Regions from separate parts of the Mus musculus genome. Here regions 2, 3, 4 and 5 are each linked to region 1. A link is a contact called in public ChIA-PET and HiChIP or PLAC-seq data. All regions are on one chromosome and are shown on one strand. The core of a region is the stretch at or near the end of the contact, and the rest is flanking DNA. Distances in the headings are between cores, read along the strand shown.

Region 1 (6,333 bases), core at 2,620-5,119:
GTAGGCTCAGAGAGGAGACATCTCTTCTACCCGGGATGGCAGAGAGGAGACATCTCTTCTACCCGGGATGGCCTGGCCCAGGCCTCAGATGTTATTCCAGGGTTCTCTGGCAGCAGCATCTCTCTTTCTCCCTCTTGGTTGATGCTGAGCTCTGGATCAGCCTGCACAGCCTCCTAAACCCCCAACTTTTTCTCCCTTTGCTGTGTGCAGGCTTAGAATCAACTGCAGGAAAAGACAGAGGCCAGGCTTAGCTGAGTTAAAACAGCATAAGATTGTGCTCTCTGCCCCACAAAGGTTGTCGGGGAGTTCTCAAGGTCAAGAAACTAATGGGGTGTCTGACTCAACTCTGACCCCTTGTACCAGGGTAGTCTGATCTAACCTACATTCTGTTACCTGTGTGGACACCCTCTTGATTCACTCACTGGACCATAGAGTCCTAGAGGTTCAATCTATCTATCTATCTATCTATCTATCTATCTATCTATCTATCCATCCATCCATCCATCCATCCATCATCTATCTATCTATCTATCTATCTATCTATCTATCTATCTATCTATCCATCCATCCATCCATCATCTATCTATCTATCTATCTATCTATCTATCTATCTATCTATCATCTATATATCTATCTATCCATCCATCTATCATCTATCTATCCATCATCTATCTATCTATCCATCATCTATCTATCAATCTATCATCAATCAATCTATCTATCTATCTATTTATCTATCTACCATCTATCTATCCATCATCTATCTATCTATCTATCTATCTATCTATCATCTATCTATCTATCTATCTACCATCTATCTATCTACCCATCTATCCATCCATCCATCTATCATCTACCTATCATCTATCTATCCATCATCTATCTATCTATCTATCTATCTATCTATCATCTATCTATCTATCTATCTATCTATCTATCATCTATCTATCCATCATCTATCATCTATCTATCTATCTATCTATCTATCTATCTATCCATCATCTATCATCTATCTATCATCTATCTATCATCTATCTATCTATCTATCTACCATCTATCTATCTATCCATCTATCCATCCATCCATCTATCTATCATCTATCTATCATCTATCTATCCATCATCTATCTATCTATCTATCTATCTATCTATCATCTATCTATCCATCATCTATCATCTATCTACCATCTATCTATCTATCTATCTATCTATCTATCTATCATCTATCTATTATTTATCTATCTATCTTTCTATCTATCATCTATCATCTATCATCTATCTATCTATCTATCTATCTATCTATCTATCTATCTATCTATCATCTATCTATCTATCATCTATCTATCTATCTATCTATCTATCTATCTACCATCTATCTATCTATCCATCTATCCATCCATCCATCCATCTATCATCTATCTATCATCTATCTATCCATCATCTATCATCTATCTACTATCTATCTATCTATCTATCTATCTATCTATCTATCTATCTCCACATCCTCGATTCCTGATTCTATCAGGCAGGGGATCAGGAAAGTGCAGGGTAAAGAACGTATCATCTGGTGCATCAAACCACCCATGGCAGCATGCGGGCCACCACCTCTGCTGTTGTCAGGGCTTCCCCTCCTGGGCCTCACCCAGTCCCAGGATGGAGTCACAGCTGACCCATTCCAGAAATAAGACTGTCTTCCTACGGTCCCCACTTTCCCAGCCATGAGCATCAGCAAGCGGTTAAGCCTAGCTCGGCTTGAGCCCAAATCTTGAATGTCCACCGCCGCTATGTACTAATACTGTCCTCAGTTTGTCTTTTCCTAGATAATTTTCTGCAGGAATGAAAACAGACCACTTTCAGCCTCTTGGACCCATGTCTTTCAATCTATTATTTAAAGAAAATACCTTTGAGACAAGAAATAAACATACCTACAGCTAATGCCAGGATCTCTCAAGATGGCAAAAAAGCCAGGAGCCAGGGTGGGCCTGGGGCCCACATGGGCCACACTTAATTAATGTAAAATCTTTCTCCTTTATTCTTTTATTTCCTTTTGTTGTGGCGGCACTATTGGCTTGTTCTGTCTAAAGAGGAAATATTTAATTGGCTTATTTACCCAACTATAGATGTATTCAGTATTATTCTTCATCCCATGAATTAAATTACTTTATTTATGCAATTCGCTCAGTTCATTTAATTTAATTTTGTAGTTATAATATAGGGAACACACTAACTAGACTCCTCCCTTTGGGATGGAAATGGGCGAATGTTTTGCTTCTGAATTAACAAGCAGCAGAGCTGATATTTATAATAAATCATCCGTTGTTAGCCATCCTGATAATTATTGTTTGAATGGGCTAAAGCAGACATGGGCACATAACAGACACATTGTTGGCCTTGACTGGGGCTCTGTTCTTTGTGTTAATAAACAATCTAAGCAGAAAAATTCAGAGATGACTTCCCTCGAATAGGCTTGTTTGTTGGACACGAGTTGAGAACCTACTATGCACCTGGCATCGGGAAGCTGCTTCTAATGACATTTTAATATAACACGCACTGGTCTCCCAGCATCTACAAGATATCCAGGCCCCCAGGAAGCCTTGCAGACTTGCTGGGCCCTGGTTGTTTTGGCTTCCCGCTGACTGCCTTGTACCTTGGCCTGCAGATCTGCTATATATACGAACAATGTAAAGCACGCTGAAGCTATATGCCTACACTGCGGCAACCTTCCACTCTGATGACCGGGGTGATTGGAGCTCTTTCTTCCTCTGCTTTCTCCCCATTCAGTTTCCACCTCCCGCCCCCGCTCTCCCTAGTGAACTCTGTGTAGCACACAGCATCCAGTTAGCTTGCATTCCACTTTAGGCAGAACAAGTAGAGATCATCCTACTACCGTGATGTTAGGTGGGACTGTCCACTCAGTGAAGAATGATCTACCTCAGGTTGGTCTGTGGGCCTATCTTTGGGGACAGTTATGATGGCCTTACCTGACATGGGAAGATTCACCCTCTGATTGCTGCCCAGATGAAAGGACTCTCCTGACCTTCAATCTCACTAGCCAATTTCTCTACCCTGTTGCTGCTGTTGCCTTGGCTGAAGAACCAGCCTCTTCTGGGCTTTCTACAGGAATAAAAGGCCGGCCTTCCAGGGATCCTTCAGGTCTTTGGTGGCAACTCTATGGATGGAGAAGCTACCAGGTTCATTACAGTATGAGACAGATACTTGACTATGCCAACCCCATAGTATAAACCAGTTGAATACCCCATCTTTTAACACATATTCATTTTATGGCTCTGTACCTCTAGAAGACCCTGAGTAGCCGGGCAGTGGTGGCACACGTCTTTAATCCCAACACTTGGGAAGCAGAGTCAGAGGCAGGCAGATTTCTGAGTTTAAGGCCAGCCTGGTCTACAGAGTGAGTTCCAGGACAGCCAGGACCACACAGAGAAACCCTGTCTCAAAAAAAGAAAGAAAGAAAAAGAGAGAGAGAGAGAGAGAGAGAGAGAGAGAGAGAGAGAGAGAGAGGAAGAAAGAAAGAAAGAAAGAAAGAAAGAAAGAAAGAAAGAAAGAAAGAAAGAAAGAAAGAAAGAAGAAGACGACCCTGAGTAATACACGCTACCTTTTACTTTGTCACTTGTATGATCAAAGTCTGTTAACCATGATGCCCACACCCCACACCCCCAGCGCTTGTGTATGTGCATCCCCTGGATGGGTACAGCCTTGTCCATCCCTACATTACCTCTTCCCTCTACTCTCTCACCTGAGGCCTCCATATCTCTAACTGGGTTTGACAGTGACATCTTCTATAGAGAGGCACTGTACTGAGTCTTAATGAAGGCTCCAGAGTGTAAAAGGAAATGTCAGTGCTGGTGAGAGAAAGCCTCTGACAAATTTGTCACTTCCTGTTTATGCTTCATGCCCCGCCTTGCATCACAAGGTGCTGGAGACTCAAGATTTTTTCCCTTCCCATTTTGTCTTGGGATTCCCAGACAAAATGCACAGTGCTTGAGCAAGACCATTTTCTCTTCTGGAAATACACATGTCATGACGCACAGAGACCATCGAAGAGGCTGAGAACCCAACTAAGGTGCATCTGAACAATCAAAAGGAAGACAAGACACCAAACACTGCAGACAAAAACCCCTTTAATGGTTTCCAGAAGTTTCTACGGAGAATCTTCCCACATATTTGAAAAACAGGCTGACTTGGTCCGAACAAACAGAGAACATCACTGAGAAGTTGTGTTTAGCTTTAGATGTTTTCAAAGATTTACTTGTTTTATTTTACTTAATTTTATACGTTTGAGTGTTTTGCTTGCATGTACATACATGTATCATGTGCCTGGATGATGTCTACAGAGGCCAAAGGAAGAGCTGGAGTCATAGACAGTCATACGGCACCATGTAGGTGCTGGGAATCAAACCCCAGTCAGTCCTCTGTAAGATTAGCCAATGACCACTGAGCCATCTCTTGAGCCTCTATTTCATTTGTATTTTTAACCTCTATACATTTCTATTTCCATATATTTAACACAATCTGCCATCATAGAGTCTTGATAAGCATAGCAGATAGAGAATTGTGGGATTCTATGTCAGGTGAAGGATGGTAGAACACCACCCATACCTCTGACAAAGTATCAGAGAGAACAGCAGGAGGGGGGCCACTCCCTACCCAAATCAGGCTTGGGCCTACTCAACTTATAGGGGCAAAAGGCACCTCATGGTAGAGCCAGTTAGGCTTCTGGTTTTCCAGCCAGAGAACTGGCTTCTCAGAAATCATGTGACCAGCAGTCTGTTAATCTGATACTGTTGGAAAGTCCCTGCCTCCTCCTGCAAGCTTTGATATATGAATTGGTATGTCATTAACATTTGCCTGTCTTCAGTCAGGTGGGGATATGCAAATTAGGTGCATTTCCTCCCTTGTCCTTTTTCTTCCCATCCCTCCCTTCCCCAACCCCACCCCCACCCTCATCCCCAACACCACCCCCACCCTCATCCCCAACACCACCCCCACCCTCATCCCCAACACCACTCCCTGGACTTGAGCTCTATAAACTAGCTCCACGATTTCAGTAATGGAGCTGTCCTCCATCATAGTCTCCCAGGTCATTTATTCCTGCTGTACCCAGTGACACCCAGACCCCGGTCCCAGGCTCCTCTGCACCCTGAGAACGACAGAGTGCAATGGGCAACTGGGGGCAGGGGACCCACATACAATGAACGTGCCATTGAAGAAACAAGTTATTGAATGATTAAATGAGTCAAAGCCAGGGATTGGATGCAAGGATTCACCACAGGGATCATTGTAGGGAGTGTGGCAAAGAACGAGTTTAATTGTTGGTCACCTCACACCTTCAGATCAGTCAACTGTGTGCACCAATCAAGAATTTGACCTAAGATGAAGACCTTTTTCGAAACCACACAAATGCCATTGATTTATTTTGTATGTTTGATACACCAACACGCTGAATAAATCTGTATGTTGGTGGGAGTATATGTTTTTGAGAATTGTGAGAATTTGAAATCTCGCCCTTCAAGCCCCCTCTGGCAGCACCCCCATGTCCTCCCTCTTCTTCTGTAATTGTTATTCCATATACGTTTTCAGCTGCAAGACAAGTTCCCCTGAAAAGCATCAAGGCCCTAAGTTTTGCCAGCCCCTCAGCCTTTCATCATCTCCACAGGACGCAGTATCAATAACCTTTCTCAAGGCTGTAACAAAATACCTTGAAAGCAAAGTGAGGAAGGGCAGGCTTATTAGGCCATACAGTTTGAGGGGACAGTCTGCGATGGTAGGCAGGAGCGTGAGTCAGCTGGCCACATTATGGTCAGGAAGGAAAAAGAGGACGACAGGAACCCTCTAGGCACAGCTCTCTGTGACTCACTTCCTTCTCTGCACCTTCCTGAACAGTACCACCAGCTAGTGACCAAGCATTCAAATGCATGACTCTGTGGGGACATGCAAAGCCTGACAGACAAACATCTGCACGGTAAAAAGAACTAATCTCAAGGAGGAACAGTGAGATCAAAATAGGAGCAATCTACCTCACAGGGTACAGACTCTGTTTGCAGTTAAGGCAGCTAAGAATAATTCCTAGTTTGTTCTGTTAGGTCCACTCGAGTTAAGTTCCCTCGTGGTAATCAAGAAGTCCCTGCTTGTTCTGTGCAGGTTAAGGTTTCTGCTTGTCCTTAAAGAATAAGTTCCTGTGTATCCTGTACTAAGTCCCTGCAAGCTAAGGTTTCTATTTGTAATTAAGGATGCGCTCCTGATCCTCAGATCTGGTGTAAACTGCTTGCCACCCCTTCACAGGATCTATATCCTTAACCCCGTTCCTTCCCTTTCG
Region 2 (6,333 bases), core at 1,900-4,399, 440 kb after region 1:
GATCTGTGTTTGTTTTTCCTAATGTCTGTGTCTGCCCTCCTGTTTGAAAAGCCGCATCCATCTGGGTCAAACATTTTGAAACAAACCAGAAGCCCAGATCTTCTTTTCCAGCTGTCTCCCACCCCCTTAGCTACCTCAGTCCTCTTCCTACCCATCCTGCCTGAAACCGTAGCATGCTATGAAGCCCTTCTCCTACCCTGGGAAACATACACCAAGATCAGGGATGCCATTTCTGGGCTTTTTCTGGTTTCCTAGGCCATCAGTGATTCTAAGTTGCATCATCTCCAAAGAGCCTTTAGCTGCTGCCCCACAGGCCCAAGGCTGCCACCCAAGTGAAAACGATCTGCCATGTTTTAGATGGTTTCCTTCAGATCTGAAATCTCACATGGGAGTGACTGCCTGTAGGGGCTGAGATAACACCTGCTCTGCTGGCCAGTCCTTTTGCAACCAGGCCTCCTGTATCCCCTGCTTCATAGCTAGTCACATTCCCCAGGCCACACTGTATCTCCTGCATCCCTGTCTTATCCCTTCTAGGCTGTTTTTCTGAACACCATACGGACCACTCTCCTTGCTTACCCCCCTGAAACAATGCCCAGGCTCCCAGGGTCCCCAGGGTCCCCAGAAGGCAGGTAGACTTGCTCAGCAGCCTGGCCTCCACTGCCTCTTTTCTCCCCAGCACTTCTCTGCCTTCTCTGCCTCTCCTGCAGGTCAGCTGGCTTTTCCCAGATGCTCTGAGAAAGGGTGAGACAGAGAACCAATGCATGGAAGGATGTCACACGAAGCACCCCTGAACCCCCCCCCCCCAGACCCAGCTGCCACCAGTCCCTCTGCTCAGGGCTTGTTCAGGATGTCCCAGGGATGCCCAGAGAGGGACAGCAAATCTATCTGCTTTTCCCCTAATACGGCAAATGCTCCAGAGTTGGGGGCTACCAGTTTCTCCCCCTTCCCACCGACTCTCTCCCCTCCTCAAATACAATTCTGGTAATTATACAGGGGATGGGGGTGGCGGCCAACTGCCTCCCGGACAAATTAGGGTCTGGAAGTGTGGAGGTTTTTAACAACCACTTCACCTAAAGGTAGGGAGGGACTGTAAAATAACCCGTGGCTGCGGCGTACTAAAGCAAGAAAATAAAAGTCAAGTGGTCAAAAGGACCTTGATGAGACCAGGCTCAAATCTGGTTGCAAAACATTTTGTTTTAAATGCAACCAGCAAGTCTCCTTTGACATTACAACACTGAAAAAAAATAAATAAGACTCCCCTTCTCTCCTCCCCTTAAGAGACATCCCTTTCCTAAGAACCTCACTTTAATATATATGCCCCACAAGATAATAACAACAACAACGACAATAATAATAATAATAATAAACGCACAAATTCTTACTAAGGTGTCTGCGGTAACAAAGGAGAGAGGGAACAGCAATAGCTTCGAGCAGATGGCTCCTGTGCTGGGTTGGAGGGGAGGGGAGAGCCCCTTTATATATTTATTTATTTATTTAAATTCTTTAAAATATAACATAAATATTCGGCTCTCGACTGCAGGGCAGCCAGTCCTCAGCGGCGGCCGTCATTCACAGGCTTCTCCAGCTCCAGAGCCGGGAGCCCGGCCCCAACGCAGCGAGGTGAGCGAAGGATTGCAAGATTACAACCTGCCTGAGGTCTCGATGGCACCCAGAGGAAATTTTATTTCTATTGCAATAAAAAATTTAATAAATAAAAAGCAACCGCGACCAAAAAAAAAAAAAAAACCCGCGGGGGAGAGACTCGCGCAGGCTGCGGCCGGGGCTTCCCAGAGCTCTGCAAGCCGACCTCGCCGGTGGCAGCGCGGGTACCCGGCTGGCTCTGGGAGAACTGTGTACCTGCGCGGCTCGCGCTGGCGTTTTCTTTTCTAAATGAACCCAGCTGGGGCGGTGGAAGCTGCTGAGAGTCTGCCCTGCTGCCTGACTTTGCAAGCCCCTCCACTTGCTTGAAATCCGGCGGATTTGCACCGCGACCTGCCTTGTTTATTTAGATGGGAAGATGAAAGATACAGAGATAGAAAGATGGATAAGAGGATGATAGGTATTTTCTCCCCTTCCTTTTTCTTTCTCTTCATTTTTACTGTTATAAGAGCATCCCTTTTTTTTCCCCACTCATGACTTTTTTGTTAACTCGTGGCGGGGATTTTTTTTTCACCAACCCAAAACCTCCCCCCCACACCTTTTTTTTTTTTTTGAGTTGGGGGGGGAAAGAAGACAAGACCGTCCCAGGAGACGGAGGTGGGGAAATGAGGAGGGGGTGCTCCAGCACAGCAAACAGCTGCGCAGCTGGATTCTTTTGCAAATAGCGAGAGGAGGGGAGGGGACGGCGGCTTCGGAATCCTAGCAGCGGCGCGGTCGGCGCCCAGCCTGGCGGGGCGCAGCGACCGGGAACCCGAAGCCCGCGGCCATCCCTTTCCCCTGCGGGTCCCTGGGTCCAGGGCGCTCTCGGGGCTCCGTCCGCCCGCTCCTCCGAGCGCGGACCCACGCGCTCGCCAACTTTTCCCGGCTCCCCCTCCCCCTCCACTCCTCGGCCCCCTCCCCCTCCTCTCCAAACCCCGCCACCAGCGCCGCCGCCGCCACACACGCCGCTTGGAGGGCCGAGCGTCCGGCCGGGCTCGGCGCGCACAGCCGCCTGCAAGCCCGCGCGCCCCCTCCCCGGCCCGGAGCCCGCGGCGGCTGCCCCCGGCTGCAGAGAAACTTTCCCAGAACCCCACGCTCGGCCGCTGCTCCCGGGTTGGTGTCCCCAGCCCCGGGCGCCCGGAGCCCCAGCCGCCGGCCCTTCGCGCGTGCGGCAGACACTTACGCGTGATGAGTTCCCTCTGGGACAAGTGCTGCGGGTTGCCCTGTTTGCGGCGGGACATTGCCCCGGCATCTATTCTGGCATCGCCCGGAAAGCTGCACAGATGCGGGCCGGGGAGGGGGTCTGAGCCGCCGCCGCCGCCGCGCCTCCTCCTCCGCCCGGGTTGGTGCCTCTGCCCTTCCTCTCTTCCTCTTCCTCCTCCTCTTCTTCTTCTTCGTCTTTATTTTGCTCTTTCTTCTGGGCTGTGTTTTTGTTTTTGTTTTTGCAAAAAGAAAGAAGAAAAAGCCAGGAAGATGGCTTGCTCTAAAATAGAGAAAAGGCTAAAATAAATTATAAAACTGCTGTTGCTCGCCGCTGGCTGGCCGGTTTCTTTAAAAATATATTCTTTTGGAGGAAAAATATCTCTCACACTTCTTCAAAGTGCTTGGCCTCTTAGACTTGTAAATGTCTTCTTGAAGTTACGCCGGGTTTTGCACCGGCCTCTGACACTTTTCTTTCGGGGTCTGGTAGGTGGAACGCGCACTTCCACCCAAGGGGAGGGGGGAGGAAAAAATGCAAACAAATTTCAAAAAAGCCAAAAAAAAAAAAAAGGCAAAGAAAACTTGGGGACTTGTCTCGTACCCCCTCACCCCGCCCCCTCAAAAACCCAAAAGCAATGAAAAGCTGCCTTGGTTCGGCTCTTTCTGGGTTTTCTGCGCGCTGCCTGCTTTTTTTCTTTCTCGGAGGCTGACCCCTCCGAGGCTCTGGGGGACTCCGGGAGCGGCTCCTTCCCGGGTCACCTGGCAGGCTGGCGCCGGCCGGAGGGGCTGCGGGTCCCCGCGTGCGCTCCCCAGCGCTGCCCGGCGCCGCGGGCCCAGGGGGAGCGGGGCTGCGGGGCGGCTCGCCCAGTGCGCCCGGGTCGGTGCGGGCGTGGACGGGAGCTATAGATTGCAACGTGAAGATGGCGGAGTCCGGGTTCTCCGGGAGCTCTCGGTCTCTCTGTGGCTGGGGCTGCCTCTGTACAATGGGATAAAATTCAAGTTCAAGTGCGGACGTGACGTTTAATCTGCTCTAGAGACAAAAAGACCCAGAGAGTCGGAGCACTGGGGGCGACTAGCGGTGGCTTTTTAACATTGTACCCTGTAAGAGAACAAGAAAGCACACACCGAGACACGCGCGCGCGCACTCACACACACTCGCCAGTGCGCACACCCGCAACCCAGGCCGGCCGGCCACACGTGCAAACTACTGTTTTTGTAAGCTGGTCTTATCACCGAGCACCGGTAGCGCAAAAGAGGGTGGGGGGGGATAAATAAAATAAAATCTTGTCCCCACTCACTCTTCCTCCCCCGGGAGCCGGACTCCCTGAGAAAGGGGGCGGAGTGCTGTGTGAGTAACTGAGGTACACTGAGTCCAAGCAAGTCCAAACCCACCCACTCGAGAAAGAGGGCTGGAAACCACGGGCTGGGGGAGACTGAGGCGACAGATAAAATTGTTTTCCTTCACTCTCTAGAAAAGTAGTTACAGTTGGTTTTACTTATTTGGAGAGGGGAGCATTTTGTAGAAACTTCCAAAAAAGTGTCTCCATATAAACCGTTGGGGGTTGGTCGTCTCAAACAACAAAATTAATGATACTGAGGGGCACAGTGGGGGGGGGCACATTTTGTTTGAATCCCATTCCAGAAGGGTTCTTCGCCCTTCTGGGCCCCATTAACTCCTAGGGGTCAAGCACTGCCCCGCCCCCACACCCTAGTCTCCTTGGGAAGCACGCGCTAGAGGGACGGGTTGGGGGGCACTCCACGTGGGAGAAGTCTGGGACTCACAGACCCAGAAGTGGGCGTGGTCAGCGCTGGGAAAGGAGGGTGCCTCGTAGCGGCGACCCCCCCCCCAATTCCCTCCGTGAAATCTCTGCAACCTGGAAGTCGTCCCCCTCCTCCATCGCCCGGGATCGGACTTGAAATTGCTTGTCCGACCAGGAAGGACAGAGCCGCCTTTTCAACCGTTTGATCTCCAGCCGGCCAGGACAAGGGGAGTTGTGGGGGCCTGCCCGTGGCCCGGGGACAAGGCCAGGCTGCAGTCCCGAATGCACCGCCCCCTCCCGGCGCTCTCCTCCTGGAGACCAGCTGGGTCTACTGGATAACCTGGCCTCCCGCGCTGGGCGCGCCAGTAGGCTGGACCCCTCTCCCTTCCCCGGCGGCCAGGGCGGGTCGGGGCCTGGCTGGGGCTGAGTTTTGTGGTGAGCCTGGCTGCACCACCCTCACTCCGCCCCAGGCCCGGCGCCCCGGCTTCAGCCCAGGGATTGGCGAGGCTGCAAGGCCTCCAGGCGAGCCGCCTCTCCCGGGGCCTGCTCCTCAGGGGGCACCTGGGCTTTTTGTTCATCCTGAAAGCCATGGGTGGGGCCATGGCACCAAGGAAGAGGCGTAGTGCTAGGAGCAAGGAAAGAAGGATCTCTCTTCCCTTCCCACTTCACCCAAAACAATCACTGTACGATGTGCCCCGGCTTGCAGTTTCCAGCGCTTATGGACTGCAGGGTCTACCGACCGAGGCGAGGCTGAGATGATGCTGGTTGGGGGAGGGCTTGCACCTCCTTCCGCAGGCCGCGTGTAGCCGCCCACTACCACACACACATGGGCACCCCTCCACGTGGTCCAAAGTCTGGAAGCGTCTCCTCTCAACCCATCCCGTCTCACTGGAAAAAAGAATTCTAGGAAAGTGGCCGAAGTAGGAAAATAATATAACCCACACCCACCCTTTAATAAACTTCCCAAGAAATCCATAAACTGCCCTTATCCGCACACCCCCGCATCAATTTGAAAGATCAACTAGCCTTCTGTCTCTTAGACTCGCAGATGGGAAGGAAGGCCAGAGAAGGATACGACTTTGCCCAAAAACACACAGCACATCAGGGGCAAGTCTGGACTTAAGACGCTGCGCCCTGCCCAAGGCAGCCTGCCACCATGGGCGCGAAATTCAAACACGGCCCTCACCTTCTGGGGGAGATGGCTACGAGTACGGGGGAGCGAGCCAGGGGCCCGGGTCGAGGGAGGAGGAAGAGGGGCTCTTTCGGAAAACAGGGAGCTTAGGGGTCCAGGAGTCAGCTGCCTGCTAGAGCACGGGGGGACCGGGGACAGGGCAGCGGGAAGCAGCGGCCGCAGTCCGGACTGACCCCAGCAGGTCCTCCCCGGACCACGCGCTACCCCGACGGTGGGAAGGCGCGCGCGCTGAAGGCTGGTGCAGGGCCCGAGCTGTCGCTGTCGCCGCCGCGCGCTCCACCTCGCGGCCGCCAGCAAGAGGCCGCCCTGCCCTGCCTGTGCCTCCTCCTCTCCCAAGAGGCGCCCGGGCGCAGGCAGCAAGCGATCCCAGCTGCCACTCCAGTCTCCTCCTTTTCCCTCTGCCCGTCTGGCACGGCTTCATTTGCGCTGAAAGCTGTTAATGTCTGGTCTCACAGCTCCCCCTTTAGTCTTGCGGCGCTCCGTGTCTCCGGTTCCCAACCAGATCAATAGCTGCCTCTCTGCCGACCTTGACCTCTTGCTCGA
Region 3 (6,333 bases), core at 1,520-4,019, 440 kb before region 1:
CTGCCTGCTGCTTCTCCCTCTCTCTGCTACGAGTTATACGTGCTTTTTCTTTTGCTCTTTTGCTTGCCACGCGCCTAATAAGCTCACTCATTCAAAACAGAAAACAGAGCTAGTTTAGATTCTCCTCCAGCCAAAGAGAGTCTATGAACCCAAGAAAATTAAAAGACTGGGAAAGATTCATTTCCCTTGAAGGCTGGTCACAGACATGACTGTGGATGGTACGGAAGGGTTCTTGAAGAGTCGTTGGCACAAATTAGTTCCTGAACAACTGTTGAGAGAGAGTGAGAGCGAGAGCGAGAGAGAGATAGAGCGAGAGCGAGAGAGAGTGAGAGAGAGCGAGAGAGAGCGAGAGAGCGAGAGAGAGAGAGAGAGAGAGAGAGAGAGAGAGAGAGAGAGAGAGAGAGAGAGAGAGAGAGATGACCAAGAGCTGTCTGGTGGGACCCCACTGTTCTGGTATTATGGCTTGGCCAGGCCAGGCCAAGCATCTGTCATCTCTGGAGCTGCTTATCCATGGCCCTGGTGACATCTTGTCTGGTCATCTTTTAGACATGGCCAGCCTATGCCCTGAAGGATGTTGAGCAGCCCTGGGCTCCACCCACTAGAAGCCAGTAGTGACTCTCCTTCAGTTGTGACAAGGGGAATGTGTCTCCAGGCACTGTCAAGTGTCCCCAGAGGGCAAAATCATCCTGGGTTTAGCTTACTCTCCTAAGGAAAGACAGGGTGCACAGGCAGTGGGTGACAGTGACTTTAGAGGGTAGCCTCTGGAAATCATATGGGGGTCACTACAGTGTCTCCAGTCTCTGCTCAACATCTGGCACACAGTAGGTTCTTGGTAAAGTGAGAGTCACAGAAGAACTCTCACCAAGCACTGGCTTTATCTATACTGAGCAAGGCCAGATCCCTGTCAGGCTACTGTCCCTTGGGCTGGGCAACTGCAGTGGGTACCACCTCAGGGGGCAGGCCATGCTGGGTGGCTGTTTATCTGTATGCCAAGGGCAGCCTGCTGGGTGTATTAGAGGCCATGAAATAATGATGAAGTCTAGGAGGGGTAATTAAAAGCCACAGTGACATTGATCTGCTGAGATTTCTGAAAGAGCCCAGAGCACACGGGGCGACTCTCATTCTTACCTCATGCAGGCCCAGCCTGATTGGCCCCCTGGGCATTGCTAGGGCCATGGAACCTCACCTGTGGCCGGGAGACTCCCAGGGCAGCAGCCAAGCTGGCTTCAGAGGCTGTGCAAAACAGGAGGCCTGGGCCTGGGGGGCAGCCCAGCTGCTGTGCTCTGCCCAGAGAAGGCAAGGACAGGCTCACTTTTAAAGACACAGCTCCCGTTCACTGTGCTTCAAAGTTTCATCCTTCTCCCTTCAGGCCTAGAGCCAGGGAGAGAACTTGATGTGTTTCGGGGGCCAATTCATCCTTGTTCTTTGGGCCATGAAATCTGCATGAAAGGCTGCTTCCTGAGGGAAAAGTAACCCAACACTTACTTCTTGACCAGGGCAGAGAACTGAGAGCCTCTCCCCAGCAGGAACAGTTATTATATTCTTATAGTAACTATCTCTTCAAAGCAGGACCCTGATAAGAAACATTGTTTCCTTATGTTAAACTAATGATCAGCTATCGTCTTTGTTGTTAACTATACAGAGTCTCTCTCTCTCTCTCTCTCTCTCTCTCTCTCTCTCTCTCTCTCTCCCTCCCCTCTCCCCCCTTCCCTCTCCCCCTCTCTCCCCATGTGTGTGTGTGTGTGTAAACATATATGTGCATGCATTTATGCACATACACATGTGCTCATGGACATACACATACACTTATACAAGGAGACTTGCAGGCCGGCCAGAGGACATTTCTCAGGTACCACCTTTCTTTTGAAATGGGATCTCTCATTGACCTGGAACTCATCAAGCAGGCTAGGCTGTCTGACCAGAGAGCCCAAAATATCTACCTGTTGGCATTACAAATCCACACCCCACACCAAAGTTCTTGTCAACATTATTTATTATTATTATTATTATTATTATTATTATTATTATTATTATTATTATTATTATGTTTCTGGGAATTGAACACAGGTCCTCATGATTGCAAAGCAAGCACGTTGCCAACTTTCAGCTAGCTCCCCAGCCTTCTTTAAGGTGATTTTGCTCATAGTCTGAGAAAACTGAATTTCTACCAGAGTCTGACCACTGGAGATCTCTGTGGTCCTGAGCAACTCGTGTAAGCATACCTAATGTCTGAGTGAGCCTGCTAATCAGCAGAGGTAAGGGGACAGACACTGCAAGCCAGCAAGGGCTCAAATGGGACCGTGTCTGCCAAGTCGCGATCTTGAGAACTGGAAACTCATTAGCTCTGGGGCTTTGTGTTAGAGTCTTGCCCACACTCCAGATCCTATGACCCAGCAGGCATGTGAAGGGTGCATCAGCAGCCTATTTCATAGACTGGGTAACTGAGGCAATTCAAACTAGCCTGTCTTGCCGATTACCAGAGTCCACGCTGCACTGGAAGCCTGGTTGGTTGTTGTTAGGTTTTTTGTTTTATTTTGTTTTTGTTTTTATTTTTTGTTTGTTTTGTTTCCTTTTATTTTTAATTCTAGCTGCTAGAGTCAGTCACAGGCGGTTGGCTCCCCAAAGCCTCACAACTATCTTCCTGCCTGCCTGCCCTGAACGGGCAAACATTGAACCTCCACACATAATCGCAGCCTCTGGCCTTCCTTGGTGACAACCAGCCTGTTTTCTGCTCTTGCCTCTGTCACATGGGTGGGGGGGTGGGAGCCACACCTCTGATCTTCACACGGTGAAGAGCGAAGGAAGCCGAAACCCTGCCAGAGGAGAGGGGTGACAGTCTTCTTAAGCCTTGACAAGTCAACTGTCTTGCCGCAAGGGTAGAGTTGGACACCTGTTCCAAGGTCAGAGGTCGCAGTGTGAAGACACTCTGTCTGCCCTGGGAACTGCCTGGAGCAGGCGAAAATGTCTTCCAGAATCTTGGAGAGGTGTTCTGAGTTTATGTCCTGGGGAAAGCCCAAACCTGTTGTCTCCAGGGCACTCCATCCTCCACATCCTTAATGTGCACAGAATGATGGTGGATGGACCTGGCTGGGGCCAGGCTTCAGCGATTTAAGTGAGCAGTTATTGAGTGTCTAGAGTATATAGCCCTACTTACTTAATATAGCTCTAACACAATGGACACTTCTATTGGCTCTTTCAGGTCATTACAGCCTCAGGCTACATTACCAGACACTGTCTGTACCTCAGCCCCTGAGGTAATGCTTTGATTCCATCCCAGATGCCTTCCATGAAAGGAGGTCAGAGTGACAGGTGCAGACCGAGGCCGTGTGACCCACCCACGAAGCCGACGCGTGAAGTAAGTCAGCCAGCCCAGCAGAGGGGTCCGCCGTGCACTGCTGGGAACAAGAACTATCTCAGCTTTGCACACCCCTTCCACTTCTGAAGAGCTGGCTTACAAGCAGAAGTTCCATTCACCCCTGGGTTACCATCTCTACCGTCGGAGCAAAGAGAGCCGTTCTCATGCCGCATGGCTGGTGACTGGCCTGTGATCTCAGAGTCAAATGGGTTTCAAAGCGTCTTAACATTTCTCTGTGGGTAAAACCTGACCTGAATTGTTAAAACTCCTTGAAGTCTCTAGCTGGAGCTCACATTCCCCTCACCGTGAGAACAGACATGATCACTGCTGTGCCCGTAGAAGCACATTCTGTCCCTAGGTGTTACCTTGACCCCACGGGTAGCATGGCACAGTGTAGTTATAATGCACTGTTCTGATCTATAAAATACAGCCAGCTTTAGGGTTCTGTGAAAGAGACAGGGGGCCACAGATCAAAACCACAGGCCCAGTTCAGAGCCGTGTCCCTTCAGTAGCTTCGGGCTGTGGCAGTCACAGCAGTTTGACAAATAGAGTGGCTCTGGCTCCAGTTCTGGTCCATGCAACTGTGATTTGTGATGTCCTCAGCCAGCTAGGAGCTCCTGGGAGACTGGGGCCCAGTGTCAGAGAGGAGCAGGAGCCTTTCAGGGAAGACAACCTGCGGAGGTTTTGGGGGGGGGTGGGCATACACGGAAGATCCTGGAGGACTGGGCACTCGGGGGTAGGGGTGGGGTCTTCACTTCTCTAGATGTTTTGTGATGACTTGCAGGCCCTGGGCAGAGAGGCAGTGGAAGTTTAATCTTTCCAGAGTTTGCATCTGTGTGCTCAGAGAAGTATAGGGCCCCTGGGAACTGGGGCTGGGGAGGAGGGAAGAGAGAATTAAGACCTGCTGAGGCCACAGCAATTAGCAGGAGCCACCAAGACCTTTTTCTGTGGTAATTGGCTGTCCCTGACCTGGTGCTACAGGGGACGCCAGGGTCTCTAGGGGAGCACTCAGGGACGTCGCCGCTCACAAAGGGCTCAGGGCTGACCAGGAGATCCAAGTAAATAAGGTGGCACTCAGCTTCCAAAGGGCGAGGAGATGATGTAATAGGGACTCCCTGTGGGCGGGCGCCAGGCATGCTGAAGAAGAGTGGCCTGAGGCTCTGGGCCTGGCCTCTGCTGTCCATTTCTGTACTCAGGGCTGGGCATGTCTCTCTCCCCCTCCTTGGGTCTCTGCTCTCATCTTTGCTTCTCTCCTGCTCTGGGTCTCTCTAGCTCTCTTCCCCTCAGGTTTTCTTCATATGTGGTCTTGTGGATTTTTCTTGTTTTCCCTGGACTATTTCTTCTCACGTGCGTGCATGCCCCCGGGTGCTCAGCTGCCCTCCACAGATATAAGTGGACACCGCAGCTGGTGCTTCCTGCTTCTCAACGGAGCCTGGGATCTCCACAGAGAGAAGGGGATTTGTAGCACATTTCAAGCATACATATCTATTCTGGAAATGTTTGGGGAGCAACCATGACCTGGCCCACCACTTAAGACAGAACAAGAATAGAGTTGGAGAAGATAGCAGAAACATTAATAAGTAAAAATGCTGTTTCAGGAAATAAACACTGTGAAGAAAACTAAAACCAGACATGGAAGTAGACTCTGTTGGGAGCAACAGGGAATAACCAGGGTTGCCAGACACGGTATCTTGGTGACATTCTGAGGGAAGTGTGGCATTGACCAGCTGCAGAACATCCCACCAGGGGTAATAAACAGAACACAGGCCCCGTGACAGAAGCCGGCCGGGTGCATTAAAATGCAAGGGAAGAGACGCCAGGTGATGGTAATGTGACAGGAAAGGCTTCATGCTTACCCATGACTCTCAGATGAAGAGATTACCGTGCCATAATTTCACAGAAATTGCACGGGTGTTTCCAAGCTGAGATTCTAACTGGCCTCTGTGAGGAGCAGAAGGCATTCCGCAGAATCTTGGTAGAACAAGGGTAGAGAATATCAAACGGGGTTGGGTGGTGCTGGCACTCACCTCGAACCCCAGCATTCAGATGTCAGAGACAGGCAGATCTCCCAGGTGGAGGCCAGCCTGGTCTATAGATCGAGTCCCAGGACAGCCAGAGCCACACAGAAAGTATCCAGTGGAACTCTGAGTTACAGGCATCACTTAAGGGCCTGACTAGGAAAAGCTCCCACCAGGCCTCGAAAGACAGAAGCAAAAACCACAGCCATGGTCTTGAGCTCTAACCACCACCCCCAACCCCCGCCCCGCCACTATCAAGCAGAAGCAACATGGTCCCAAATGAATCGGTCACTCTCAGTGAGGAATGGAATCCCAGGGGAGACATTTCTTCTTCAATGGCTACAAGCCATTTTTTTTTCCTGTCTGCCAGGTTACACAGGGCCAGAGAAGTCTAAGGTATACTGGTAAACAAAAGAAAATTGAGATGAGGAAAAATTAGTCTTTTGGCCTAATACCTGACCCCTTGTACAGGATCCGTGGACAGGAAACATGGACAGTTAGTACTGACAGGCAAGTCTTGATTTCCACAAAGAGCAAGACGTATGTCACCCTCGAACCTGACTCAGTGTTTTAAATTGCAAAATGTGACTTTGAAAAAGACTCATTACCTGTATTTTTGTTACATGGGAACTTTGACCTCACCAATGGCACATCTACTCTCTATAGCTTCCCCACCAACACGCACACACAAACACACACACACCTAATATGGGACACCTAATTCACAGAGTGTACAGACTCACCCAGTAGACAATCCCATGAGGAAATCTTGGATAAAGAGAGGATAGCTTCCACCCAGAGCACTGGGGATAAGCTTAGAGGTAGCAAGCTTACTCTTCTGCCCACCCCTCCACTCCTTTTCTGTTTCCCTCCCTTTTTCTTCTTCTTCATTAAGCACAAGTTTTCTGAGTTCTCCTTGGGTTTTGAGTCCCACACTAAGCACTGTGAGTCTAATAGCCA
Region 4 (6,333 bases), core at 2,730-5,229, 410 kb before region 1:
CTTGACTCTCAACGGATGCAGGGATGCACTCAGAATGGGAAAGGGATTTTATTTTAGAACACCTTTGGTTCAATGGCATTGACTCATATGCACTATCAAAGCTCTAATGAATGTCAGAATGCATCAAAGGGCCTGGAGAGGCTCAGTAGTAAAAGCACTTGCCACACAAGCCCGATGACCTCAGTCTGGATCCGAGGGAACCACGTTTGCAAGTCTGGATATAATGGTGTGTATTTGTAACCCCAGGACTCCAACAGCAAGATGGTGTGGAGAAAGGGGATGCATGAAAAGCTCATGGGCTGGATAACTTGGACCATGTGATGAAGCGGTATAAGTCAGAGAAATCCTGCACCAGAACAAGAAGCGACTCCTAAAAGTTGTCCCCTGACCTCCACATATGTGTCATGGTATGCACATGTGCTATGGCACATGTACTTGCACATATCAGTATAGTATATACTCACATATACCATATATACATACCGCACACTCAAAGGCATACATACTACTCACACATGTATCATATATACATCACACACACATAAATGCATACACACTTAATAAACATACCTACACACCAAAAATATGTATACTTCTCTCATGCACACAAATCACATGCACACATACAGATTCTATAACATGCCACAACCACACATACACATATATCACATAAACACACAGCCACATATCAATATAATATACACATGCCATACACATATACATATCATAGACATACTGAATACACACCTCTCAGACGCATGAATATTATGTTCACATATCGCATCATACATCATATACATACCACACTTGCACACACATTCTACATATAATGTACACGCACACAAATATATCAAAGAAGGCAAATAAGCAAATAAAGGAAGTGTCAGGTCTAATTCCATGGCAGTCATATGAGCATGGGCTAGGAACTCCCATTTAATAATGAGGCAGACAGACACACCTCCTACTTCAAACACAGAGATGCTCTATATGGACCCACAAAGCCAGCATGGCAGGGTTGCAGTGTCCAGCCAAGGCTGGTAAAGGTTTCTAAGTCCCCAAACAAGCAGAAGTATCTATGTTCATATGGGGTTCATGGGGGGGGTACATTCAAATCTAGAGTATCATCGTAATTAGATTCAGGCCTCCTTGTTATGACATTGGCTATGGACCATGTTAACTGGGGCAGGACTGTGTTTACAGGGATGGTGTAGAATCCCTAGGGAAGTCCTTTGTCAGTAGGATCTCCTGTCCCATAGCTTTCCCTGGATGGTGAGCCTCGCATACCTGCTGAGTGCCCATCAGATAGAAGAGAAGAGTCCTATCCTTGTAATCTAATGCAGAACTGTATGCTGCCACCTTTGCTACTTATCTGGCAAGTGACAGAGAGTCTGTCCATCCCATGGGAAGCAGTTTCTGCCATAGAGTTGTGGATCTTCACCTCCTGGAAACTCAACCACCAAGATCAAATCAAGGAAACCATCATTTGTCACTCAGAATCAGACAACAGCCCTGAAAAGCTGCTTACAGACTCAGATTGATCCGAGGGCAATGGATCCCAGCCTTGGAAACCCCTGGCCTTCAGGGGTGGGATTGAAGCCTGGTGGACACAGCTCCACATTTCCAGACTCCTGACTATAATGTGAGAAGCACTACTCTAAGAATCTGATTGGGTGGGGGAGCTTAAATGATTCAGAGACAAAAGAAGCAGTGGTGTGGCTCCTTCCCCATTTGTCACCTGTGCCAGTTGTTAGGAAACACCCCAACACTCTAGCTTTCATCTAAGAGCTGCCCAGGCTGAGAGATTTTGAAAATGGCTAACTGCACAGCAGCCTTTTCTAGAACTGAAGTGGTGTGGCTGTAGACCCTGATTCTATGACACCCATTCACTCAGCACAAACCTGTCAAACCTCTACAAACCACACTGCAGACAACTGTAATTCTGGATGAAATGGGTCCAATTTGCTCTCTTGAAGAAAAGTGGGCCAGCTAGATGGCAGAATCAGAGGGACACTAAGAACTCTCCAAGAAGAGAGAGGTGGAATATTCCAACCAAGGAAAGGACATGCAGTTTTGTTTTTGTCTTGGAAGCATCAACAAATATTCTTTAGGGTAGACGATCAGGCAAAAGTTTTCAATTTCAGACAAACTTTAGTTTGAAACAAGGAGAAGGAGAGTTACCATGGAGACCGAGGTTGTGGTGAAACTGAGCTTTGAACATGAGCCTGCACAGCGACATCTCTAGGTTTAGTTGACCTGAAGGGCTATGCAGCACACTGACCCTGCCTGGCAGCAGTGGTCTGTGTGTCCAGGTCCTCAGCAAAAGCCCTAGTGGGTTTTCTGCAAAAGAGTAACATGTTCAGTTGACCCCATGAGAAGATAAATCTGACTATGGAGTCAGGGATGCTGATGGAGCCAGTCTGGAGACAAGTCCTACGTCTGACTATGGAGTCAGGGATGCTGATGGAGTCAGTCCAGGGACAAGTCCAGCAGAAGCAAAGCTCTGACAAGAGTACCAGGTGGATCAAGCCCACTCCCAATCCCCTGACACCCAGCTAAAGAGATGTCGGTGTGACTATGTATTATTGTTTTCTGACATCCCATATGTTGAGACTGTCCCCTCCTCCTGGTTAGAAGGAAGTGGGTGTTAGGATCCAGAGTGAGCTGTTTCCTTTGACCCAATGACTCACACTCTACTTCTCAGACTAACTCTTCCAGTTCCCAGTAGATAGCCACAGGCATCAGTCGGATACCGAGGATCAGAACCTGAGCCTTGAAGTTACACAGAAGGCATTGACCTGCTCGTCAATACCTACAGATTCCTGTCCAGGGCTCAGTTTCCCGTCTAATGCAAGGAGGAGGAGTATCTGCAGCTTGTGGCCTTGGTGACGCATCACCTGGGTGCCCTTAACCCCGAGACTGGAGGGCAATAGACTCTCATCTGTCATGGATGTCCTCTATCACCTCGCTGCAATCCTGAAGGCCCAGGCTTTTAGAAAGTCCACAGTCGATAACTTATTTGGCTGTCACAACTAGCCTGACCTGAACTTACTAGGCAGCAAAAATTGACCCAGACTGACACCGGGCTATTTATAGCCCGTGTTTATTTCACTTCATGCACATGTTCATACATTTTCTGTAGAAATATCACTGTGCCTGATTGCAAGGCATGGCCCCAGGTCCCACTGGGGGTGTTAAATAATACTAATGCATGCAACTGCTTACATTCTAAACGGGAAGCCTTCTGAATGCCAAAGGCCATGTGGCCTTGAGGTTTCTCTTACAGAGTCGTGGATTCGTTCACATGGGATAAAGCTCGCTCTGTTTTGAGGAGTGGCTGGTGGCTTCCTCACTCAGATAAAAAGGAGTTCAGGGCTAGAGAGGTAGCTCTGTTGGTAGACTATGCACCCACTATGTATAATGTACCTACTATGTGTAAACCTTCTGGTCCAGCCACCAGTACCTTAGGCATAAAGCAGATATAGAGGCGCAAAATTGTAAACCAGCACTTGGTGAGCAGAAGCTTAGCCACACAGGGAGTTCAAAACCAGCCTGAAACACATGAGATGCTGTCTCAAATGGTAGCAATAATTGTAATGTTATTAACAACTAGTCAGATGTTTTTAATCCATCAGGTGCATAGGAAGAGAAGGAATTTGGATCTGCAGAAGGGCAGGGTGCCCAGCTCCCTCTCGCCACCTAAGGAGACCCCACCCCCAAAGCTTATTTCCTGTGTTTACCTCCCATTTGCAGGCTGTGAAGAGAGGGCAGGGTGTGTGTGATCATCCCTCCTCTCAAAGATGAGAGAAACTGAGGCTCAGAGTGTCCCAGTGACTTGCCAGAGACATCCCCTCAGCTGGAGAAGAACAGATACCCATGTGGTTGGAATGCCAGAAGCTAGGCTCTGGGCCCAAAGCCTTGTTTCTTTGGGTTATGTGTTGAGTGCATTTTTTTGAGCACACAGGAAGTGCTCAGTAAACGCACTTGCAGTTGGACTATTTCTTTTTACATTTCCCCATCCAGCCCTCATCTCCTCCATCACCAGGAGGGAGGTAAGGTGAGCCAAACTGAAACCACAGACAACGCTGTTAAAGTGGTGTGTATCAGAAACACGGCATGGTAGAAATGTGCTGTCTGTCTGTCCTTCACTCAGTCTGATTGATTAAGCAATACGAGGTTCTCTGAAATGTCCTCCCTTCAGATAAATAACCAAGGCGTTAGGCTGAATCTGACTTGTAAGTTGTGATGTAATGGGAAAACACCTCCCGTGAAACCGGCAGGGTGAAGGCCAGCAGAGGTTTCTGGATCACAGAGGAAGGGCTTCATTCAGGGACCATTTCATCCCCCGCTCCTCTGAGCCCCACTGTGGGCCCTCACGCCGGGGCATTTCAGAAGCTCTGTGTGTTCATTCCTGGAATCTTCTTGCCTTTCATCTCGTTTGCTGTGTACAGTAGCTCGCCTGTCCCCATCCTTCCGAGAATGTCTCAAGCCCTGCCTTGACTGTAAAGCCCTGGGTCCTTCTCATACCTCTCTCCTACCTCTTTCTCTGTGTCCAGGAGCTGTAGTCAGAGTCATGGTACCAATGACCTGGGCATGGGAAGCCCCGAGCTCTGGTTCTCTCTCTTCTTTCTTCAAGGGTGCTATCACATGGAAACTTTGTCTTTAACTCTTAGTTCTTCATAGATGCAAACAGTCAGTTTCGTCTGCCCGATGCTGTTCTCCTATGAGGAAGCATGGGTACCACATTATCTGAGGAAGGCAGAGCACTCTGTGTGAGGTGTGTGGAGCCCCGCAGCTATCATCTGCTCTATGGCTTTCCATTTTTTACTTCCTAGCTCTTGATTGTTTGATGGTCGAGTGTCCTTTTGAGACCATATGGCACCAGAGTCTCCTTTCTCGCCTTGAGACACACACACACAAGGAGTTATGCCTTTCTTACTGTTATCGAGGGTCAGTGATTTTTCAGAGTCCCCCCTTCTTCCAGTTCGGGCTTTTCAGTGTGGCCTTTTGGGCAACTGCTGCTGTATACCTGAGGGTTAGCTTGAATGTATATTCCAAGCTTTGTGTGTACATTGAAGCAAGATAGGTGGGAAGGAAGGGCAGCCACCCTAACCTCATAGTCTGATGGTTTTGGGGCTCAAACCTGGGGTCAGGTTGTGATTAGGCTACTTATCAGAGCTTTATGGGTTTCCAATAAACAGATGGATGGGTGGTAGAGAGCACTGAGGTGGACAGTCAGATCTGGGGTGACCTAAGACTTAGATAAGAGACAAAAATTGTCAACATAGGCTCATGGTTGGTCCTAAATGTCCAAGCCCTGCAAAGGTCAAGACCCTTCTAAAAAGACCTCACACAAGCCTAGCTTTTAGGATGGACTTTGTCCCTTTCAGGCTGCCCAGGAAGGGTCAGAGATGGGGACTTTTGTCTGTGAGGACATTCTCTTTCCTTGCGAGTCACTGGCCTTCTAACATCCTATATGTGATTTCTGAGTGCCTGACAGGCACAAATTACTTTTAGTGAATTCATAGAGCGTGAACAGAACTCCAGCACTCTTCTCCTGGTGGGACTTTCCACGGGTTGACCCGAGCAGGTTTCTATAAAGAAGTGACAACTTGCCTGGAGGCCCTTATCCCCCGACTGGTAGGGACAAAGCTGCAAAGTGCTATATCATCTTCCTCTCCCCTCCTCAGCCTCCCCACCCCACCTCAGGGAGGGCGCTTACTGCTGGGCCTGGCGCCAGAGGAACTGGTGGTTGCTTTTGTGGTCACCCAGCAGTTTTATGAAGGCCCTTGAGGTACTTCAAGTACCAGGTGGCCCCAGTGTGGTTAAACTGTCTGGGGGCCGAACTCTGTCAGTGGCCACCTGAGAAGCGCAGGGGCCTGAGGGTGAGAGCTGTTCAGTTGGCTGTGGTGATAATTACATAACACAGGGAAGGCACAAATGGCCATTGTCAAGTGCACACTCACGTATGATAAACGAGCGCATTCCCAGTCTTCTGGGGCATTTGATGGGCACGACCTGGTTTGCAGAAACTATTCCTTTGTGGAAGTCACACCAACCCCCTGGGTACGTTGTTTTCCAGAGTTGCCCAGATGTAGAAGCTGGCTGTCCAGGGTTCACCTGTCATGGAGCCTTTGGTGAGCTGTGTGAGAGTGTTCTTCATCACAGACCCCATGAGCCAAGAGTACTTTTGTTATGTGGGCAGTGACACCGGCAGCCCTGAGTCCAGTAGGGGACAGTCTTTCTGGGCCCTTAAGCTCTCAAGCAGGCGTGAGGCAGAGAGTTATCTGCCTCTTGGTCTTCCTAGCTGATGTGCCATAGAGTGTGTCTCAGGCT
Region 5 (6,333 bases), core at 1,951-4,450, 360 kb after region 1:
TGAAGCAAGATTAGCACAGGGCAAGAGCCCGCTACCCACCCTTACCAATGGCCTCACACACCCACTGTGTGGAAATCAGCGCCCCAGCCCCCCAAGCAGGGCAGGGGGTGGGGGATGGGACTCTAGTCTAAAAGAGCGGTTTGGTGTCTTCTGCCAGAAAACACAGGGACAGAAAGGCAGCCACCAAATGTGACAGCAGTCAGGATGAGCAGCCACACGTGTTGATTTGTTACAACTGGCTCGGGTGACATCAGTAAGAAATCGCAGTGGACACTGGTGGCCCTGAGCCAAAATACTACAGATTTGTCGGTCAATCGGGCCGGCCACAATATGGAAGCCGAATCTCTTGTCTGGAGCTGTTGACCTTGACATGAGGCCACATTCCACTTGCCAGAACCTTCCTAATAGTTTAAAGGAGCAAGACAGGCATGGACAGGCCTGTGTACCATCATGGGATGTAACATCTCCAAAGCGGTAGGAACAGGCCTCTTATTTCAGACCTGGCACATAGTATGGCAGCCTGAGTCTTGAAAAGCCCGTCTCCTCCGTTTAAACTTGCCTCTATCAAACAGATATCAACACTGACACTAAGTCAGTAGCTTCAAACTCCCCGGCAAAGCCAATACAAACGCTGTTACCATACCCTACAGTAGACAGGGCTGTGGAAATGGACCTAAGAAGCCACCACCTTTGCTGTACCACCAGCCTAACCTGGGGCTTCTACAATCCTGGGTAGACAACATCTTCACTTCCTGTCAGCTAACGACACTTCATAGGACGCTGCACCCCCTACCCCCACAGTGTGTGTATGTTCTGAAGCCTCTGTTCCCAGCATGCACCTCTCTAAGTTAGGTTTGCCAGCCGGCCAGGACTCACAGAGAAGTACCGTGTCAACCTGGGGCAGCATTGGGATTCACTTGGACCATTGCACCAGCAGGCCCAGGGCAAGTAGCCCTGGAATCCAAGACATGCTTTTGCAAGCCAGGGATTTTCCCGACATCCCCTGATACTGCATCTGTGGGTTTGGTGTGGAGGGGAGCAAAGCAGAGAAGGACGGACGGAAATAAGAGAATCCTGGAAGTCCAGCCTCATTCTGCTGTACATGAGTGTTCATGTGTGCATGAATGTGTGTATATATACATGCATGAGGAAGCTTGAGGACAACTTCCAGTGTTGTTCTCCATCAGGCGCCATCTTCCCTTTTTTGAGACAGGGTCTCTCACTGGGACCTGGAGCCCACAGACTAGGCTGGACCGGCTGGCCAGTGTGTCCTGGAGGTCCTCTCCCACATCCCGCATCCTAAGAATAGGAGTAAATGACACCATTCCTTGTTTCTTATGTGCATCCTAGGGTTGGAACTCGGGTTCTCGAACCTGCACAGCATTCCTTTACAGAAAGCCGTCTCTCCAGGCCTTACTCCATCCTTTAAACTGCCACCAGAGAGCTCAGGATACAGGGCTTGCCTAGCATATGAGGCCCTTGGTACAGTCCTCCACACCAGACCCTCCAGCAGAACTAAACAAAACGACAACAAACAGAAACAGTCTGGGAGAACAGAGGCTACTGCTCTCGCCAGCTGTCCCAGCCTGTCTGGGTGGGTCTGTGTTGGGCAACATGACCTCTAGCGAGAATCTTCTGTTCTAGCCTGGTTTCACAAGGTCTGGGTAGCCACGATGCTTGTGACTAGACTGTTAGGCTAACAGGAGCCGTGCCTCTCCAAAGCCCTGACTGCTCCATACTCAGCTTATTAGCTAATGCTGGCCAGAAGACAGGTTCAGACTCTTCCTCACATCGTGTGTGTGTGTGTGTGTGTGTGTGTGTGTGTGTGTGTGTGTGTGTGTATGTGTTTCTTAAGAAGGTAAATACAAGTCCCTTTCAGACACATTGGAGCTATCAACACAAATGAAGTACCATGTCCTAGGAGGTCACATATCAAATTAAAGGTGTTTCTGTACCCTTCTCTGGGCCCCAGCCATTCTAAGTAATGGATTTACAGAGGATGGTTGCTGAGATCTGGGGTGTTCTTAAGTTGGGGCCCATCTCTTCTCAGCATCTCCATTTCCTTGAGTTGCTCTGAAGTACTTCCTGTCTCTTTATCTGGTGGCCACATGTTTTTCTAGACTGTTCTATCCAACAAATACCGAAGTCCAAAGCAGACTATGTAACTAGGTAGCCATAACCGATTCCATGTTTTAGAAAAGCAGAGAGAAGGGCACACATATTCTGACCTGCATGCTCTAGAACCCAGATGTCACCTCCATAGTTAAACTGTGAGGAGAAAGGGGGCTGACTACTTGTCCGGTCAGATTTCAGGGCCACTTGTCACCCTGGGGTGAGAGCTATCTTCATCAGAGCCCCTAAGTGTCCCTCTACAGAACTCTAGGCTTCACTCACTATAGGCAGCAGCCTCCCCCAGTACCTGACAGAAAGAAAAAATAAATCCCCCAGCCCTTGAAGGCCCTCCCTTGACAACTCTCTTTCCAGCCACCCCCTTCTTTTTTAAAATAAAATGTTCGTTTACATGTGACGACCTCATGGCTCTCTCTCGCCTACAAATAGCCCTGAGTATGGGGCTGCTCACTTTTAAGAACTAAACAACGTCAGAGAGTCTCTGGCGAGCCACTTGGAACGTCTTTCTATTCAGGAACTGAATAAGTATTTTATAGACACAGCACAGGCACAGATGGCTTGCTTTTAGACAAGAAGAGCCTTAGACAGCAGGTTGCGTCAGACTCAGGGCTTGCTTAGCTCATCCCAAACCCGTCCTTGCTGCATCGAACTCAGAGAGATACCTGCACGCAGGTGGCCCAGTGCGTGCCCTGCAGTGGGCGGTGGCTGCTTTGCTAATGGCTGGGACAGGGTCCACTAGCCTTACACTGCTGTAGCGGCTGCAGCTAATGATGCTAACTGCTGGGTCCAAATGACTTCAGAAGCACCAATCCTGGCCTACAGACCTAGAAATGTCAGTTGCGTTTGTCTCACTAAATCACACGGGGCAGCTCAGAACCCAGAGAGGGCCCTGCGGTGTCTTTTCTTGCTTCCTCCCTCCTTACTTTCATAGATCTTTAGAACACACACTGAGCCTTCTTTGTTCTTTCAGTATGTTGTCTGAGGAGTTTCAAACGCAGACTCCTACCCCAGATCTCTTCTGACAAGACTCCCCACCCCCCATAGGAGCATCACTGAACACTTGGAACTTGATCTCTAAAGGGTGTAGCCAAACATGAGATGTCACCTCTCTGAGCCTTGCTTCCTACTTGGCCTGGGGACTGTGAGGTCCTCCCTCTATCCACCGCTCACTGCTGTATAAATGTGGCAGTAGGTGTTATATACTGCGGGTTTGTTACCCATCCTTGTATGTGGCTCTGAGTGTTTCAGGGATGCCTTTTGGTTTAAGGCCTGGAAGAAGAGTAATGTAGCTTGACTCAAAAGCAGCAAATGTTAAAGGACACCTCTGATCAAGCAGGGGAACTGGTCTGGGCCGCCCGGGCTCCTCAGTAAACCACAAAGCACTGCACGGCTCACTCAGCATTATCGCTACCTCAGCTCATGTCACCCTTGTTCACTAACACCTCTGAGGGAAGCCAAGTGAGGATCATGATCACATGATCATGCTAGACCACGGGGACAGCAGTTTAGAGAATCACCGTGCCATCACCACCTTCCCAGGCCTCCCTGCGTGTGTCACATTGTCAATGGTTCCATGTTGACAGTGCCCTCTCATGGAAGGCCACTGATTGTCCCTGGACAGTCTCCCATTATGTCTACCCTGTGGCAGGCATTCACTCTAGGGTGGAATACGGGAGTCATTTTACAGAGCCAAAAAGCATATTGGTGACATATGCTGCTTGGGAGACCTAGTGAAGGGACCACATGGCAGTGAGGTGGCTGAACCTGGGACAGTAATTGGTACCCCTGGGTGTCTCACAGTGATCCTCCTCACCCCGAACCCAAACAGAAGGCTGGTCTTGTCTTGCTTCATCACTTAAACCCCACCCCAACCCCTGAGACGCACACCCCCTATAACTGCTAAGAGTGCTCTCTCCACAGTTTCATGATGACAACCAGTACAACCATTATTCAGGTGACAAGTACATCTCATGTTCACTTAAAAACTGTCCCCCTCCCCATGGGGCTGGAGAGGTGGCTCAGCGGTGAAGAGCATTGATTGCTCTTTCATAGGACGCTGGTTCCGTTCCCAGCATCCGCGCAGCAGGTCACAGCTATCTGTCTGTAAGTTCAGATCTAGCAGATCTGATGCTTTCTTCTGGGTTCTGTAGGCGTGGTATGCACATGCCACACAAACACACAAGCAGGCAAAACACCCATACACACAGAATAAAATACAAATGAATCTAAAAATTAAATTAAATTAAACTGCCCCCCCTCCGGCTGGAGGTGTATTTCAGCGTCCCAGTGATAGAGTACTTGCCAATCCCCATATCTTCCAGCACTCAAAAAATAAAATAAAATAAAATAAAAACAAAAACAAAAACAAAAACTAAAAACATCTTTCACAATGTCACAGAGAAAATGTCAACCGGGGCTCCTTGAGCACTTATAGCCATCTACAAATCCATAAGCATCCTGCTGGTACCCAAGTCATCACTCGGACCTCAGCTCTGGGAGGCAGAAAGTAGAGCAGAGGTAGCGACAGACGGTAAGAAATCTCTACCATGGGCAGCAATGAGCTAAGGACACTACAGGCTTCGTGCATCGCGCCCACAGCTCAGAAACTGCAACTGCCATCAGTTCCATTTTACAGATGAAGAAACTGAGGACTGGAAGAGATGAGGAGATCTGCCTGACGTTCCCCGGCTGGCAAGTGGCGGTGTCTATGTGGTGCACTGTAAGGAGAAAAGTTGCTCAGGAGAGAAGTGCCTGAAGTTCAAGGGCCTAGGATAGGGGTGAGGCACGTGTGTCTTGGTATTTGACCTTCCATCTCAGCAGGAACAAAAAGTCAAGATGAGTTGCTTTAGGCTAGAACTGTGGTAACTGACTCCGTGCCGACCCGCAGAAGGGAGTGATAGAGTGGTGGCTCTGACGGTGGCTGTGGGGAGGCTATGTAGGGCTATTGACACTTAGTGACAGGCTCAGCTGGCCTCAGTCTTACAGACAGATCTATCCATTGACTCTCCCTGCAAACTGCGGAATCCTCTCTGCTCTGTGCTTCAGAGAACCCTGAGCAAATACAGGGAGCCTGGGCCCCTCTGCCATCCGTGGGACCCACACACGGGAGCTCAAACAGTGGGAACCGGGACAGAAAGGACTGAACAAATGTGTTCTTCCTGTCACCGTGGGCCTTTATCTCACTGCCTGGGTACCCTACATGCTTCATGCTCCTCCGGCAGCTCACAGTCCAGGGGCTACAGGTCACCTCTTAATGATTTAGCGCACGCACATGCACACGAACACACACACATGCATACTCTCTCTCTCTCTCTCTCTCTCTCTCTCTCTCTCTCTCTCACACACACACACACACACACACACATACACACACACACAGAGAGAGAGAGAGACAGTTGTATGAACGGTGCTGAGGGAAAATTTAGAGTCCTGACTGAAGATCCAAGGGCTTAGCCGCATTAAGGATTAGAGTCTGCATTACACCGACTTCTGTCCTACACACCCATAACTGCTCACCCTGACCATCTACAGAAGAGATTAGACGTATTGCAGGCCAGACTGACTGTTCAGACTCCATCTTGTGGCTGGATTCCAAGCTTATCTTGTCAAGTACTAGGACTGCAGGCCCCATGGCAGTGAGAATCATGGGTATGCTTTAACGTCTCTGTCCTGTGGTCCTGCAGTTCAATCTAGTCTGGGGCGTTTCCTTAGCTTTTGCAAGCAGACACTTCTGTTCCCTTCAGACTTGACACTGCAGTCAAGTTGCTGGACAGCAAGAAAGCATGGACTTCTCATTAGGAAGGGGGAGGCCTTCCTGGGTTGTTTGTTGTGGTAAATTGCCCAAGATGGGGTCCCCTATCTTCTACTTCCTGAGTGCACAGCAGGTGACTCGGGAGACACAGAAAACATACACCCTGCCAACATGTTCTGTGTGTTTCCCCATGGTATGTGTCACAGAAAGTGCCACCACCAGGTTTCATGGAATCCCTGTTTCCTCCCTGCCTGAGCTTCCACATGCTGTCAGGCCCTTTTAATGATGGACACCAGGCTGGATCACCATTCTCTGACCTTGGTCTTTTTATATCTGAACCACACGCGAGGAGGAGTCTTTTCAGACTTCTTAGGAAAAAGGAAATCAAATCTCATCACAGGTGAGTAGGGCCCACAATCCCCACAGCCTGCTGACTGGAAAACCTGGGATTC

Evidence for each region. ChIA-PET counts read pairs in DNA pulled down with a chosen protein or histone mark. HiChIP or PLAC-seq counts read pairs in DNA pulled down with a chosen protein or histone mark.
Region 2: an RNA polymerase II ChIA-PET map of memory CD8 T cells shows a contact between it and region 1, with 53 read pairs. The contact joins the promoter of Bcl11b here to the enhancer-like site in region 1. A contact is called at or near these places in 8 of 39 promoter capture datasets (the 3T3-L1 cell line, embryonic stem cells, hippocampal neurons and 3 more), 19 of 484 Hi-C or Micro-C datasets (CD4 T cells, CD8 T cells, Sertoli cells and 10 more) and 15 of 115 datasets of contacts at active chromatin or transcription factors (CD8 T cells, the SCID.adh cell line, SST interneurons and 10 more).
Region 3: an H3K27ac HiChIP or PLAC-seq map of thymic regulatory T cells shows a contact between it and region 1, with 6 times the contacts expected there. The contact joins two enhancer-like sites. A contact is called at or near these places in 5 of 484 Hi-C or Micro-C datasets (CD4 T cells, CD8 T cells, nephron progenitors and 1 more) and 6 of 115 datasets of contacts at active chromatin or transcription factors (T-cell acute lymphoblastic leukemia, double positive thymocytes, memory CD8 T cells and 3 more).
Region 4: a contact with region 1 is called in a BATF HiChIP or PLAC-seq map of CD8 T cells, with 6 read pairs. The contact joins two enhancer-like sites. A contact is called at or near these places in 4 of 115 datasets of contacts at active chromatin or transcription factors (CD8 T cells, acute myeloid leukemia, double positive thymocytes and 1 more).
Region 5: a contact with region 1 is called in an H3K27ac HiChIP or PLAC-seq map of thymic regulatory T cells, with 2.8 times the contacts expected there. The contact joins two enhancer-like sites. A contact is called at or near these places in 9 of 115 datasets of contacts at active chromatin or transcription factors (CD8 T cells, T-cell acute lymphoblastic leukemia, astrocytes and 6 more).

Annotation. Positions count from the first base shown.
Region 1 is chr12:107,555,517-107,561,849 of GRCm38.p6, forward strand. No RefSeq gene overlaps it. Among named protein-coding and RNA genes, the nearest start is that of Gm33236, 91 kb to the right of the region's middle. Within about 2 kb of position 3,870, at least 25 of the 459 cell types and tissues checked have an H3K27ac peak or open chromatin away from gene starts, as enhancers often do. A contact at or near this core is called in CD8 T cells, Th1 cells, Th2 cells and 6 more, where this site is marked.
Region 2 is chr12:108,000,265-108,006,597 of GRCm38.p6, forward strand. Bcl11b (B cell leukemia/lymphoma 11B) reads right to left here and starts at 3,150. Exons shown (of 4, transcript NM_001079883.1): 1 at 2,822-3,150. The coding sequence starts at 2,879.
Region 3 is chr12:107,121,017-107,127,349 of GRCm38.p6, forward strand. No RefSeq gene overlaps it. Among named protein-coding and RNA genes, the nearest start is that of Gm52008, 13 kb to the left of the region's middle. Within about 2 kb of position 2,770, at least 34 of the 459 cell types and tissues checked have an H3K27ac peak or open chromatin away from gene starts, as enhancers often do. A contact at or near this core is called in CD8 T cells, double positive thymocytes, memory CD8 T cells and 3 more, where this site is marked.
Region 4 is chr12:107,142,887-107,149,219 of GRCm38.p6, forward strand. No RefSeq gene overlaps it. Among named protein-coding and RNA genes, the nearest start is that of Gm52008, 35 kb to the left of the region's middle. Within about 2 kb of position 3,980, at least 24 of the 459 cell types and tissues checked have an H3K27ac peak or open chromatin away from gene starts, as enhancers often do. A contact at or near this core is called in CD8 T cells, double positive thymocytes and thymic regulatory T cells, where this site is marked.
Region 5 is chr12:107,918,216-107,924,548 of GRCm38.p6, forward strand. All of the region lies in intron 3 of Bcl11b (B cell leukemia/lymphoma 11B), which reads right to left. Among named protein-coding and RNA genes, the nearest start is that of Bcl11b, 82 kb to the right of the region's middle. Within about 2 kb of position 3,201, at least 43 of the 459 cell types and tissues checked have an H3K27ac peak or open chromatin away from gene starts, as enhancers often do. A contact at or near this core is called in CD8 T cells, double positive thymocytes, memory CD8 T cells and 1 more, where this site is marked.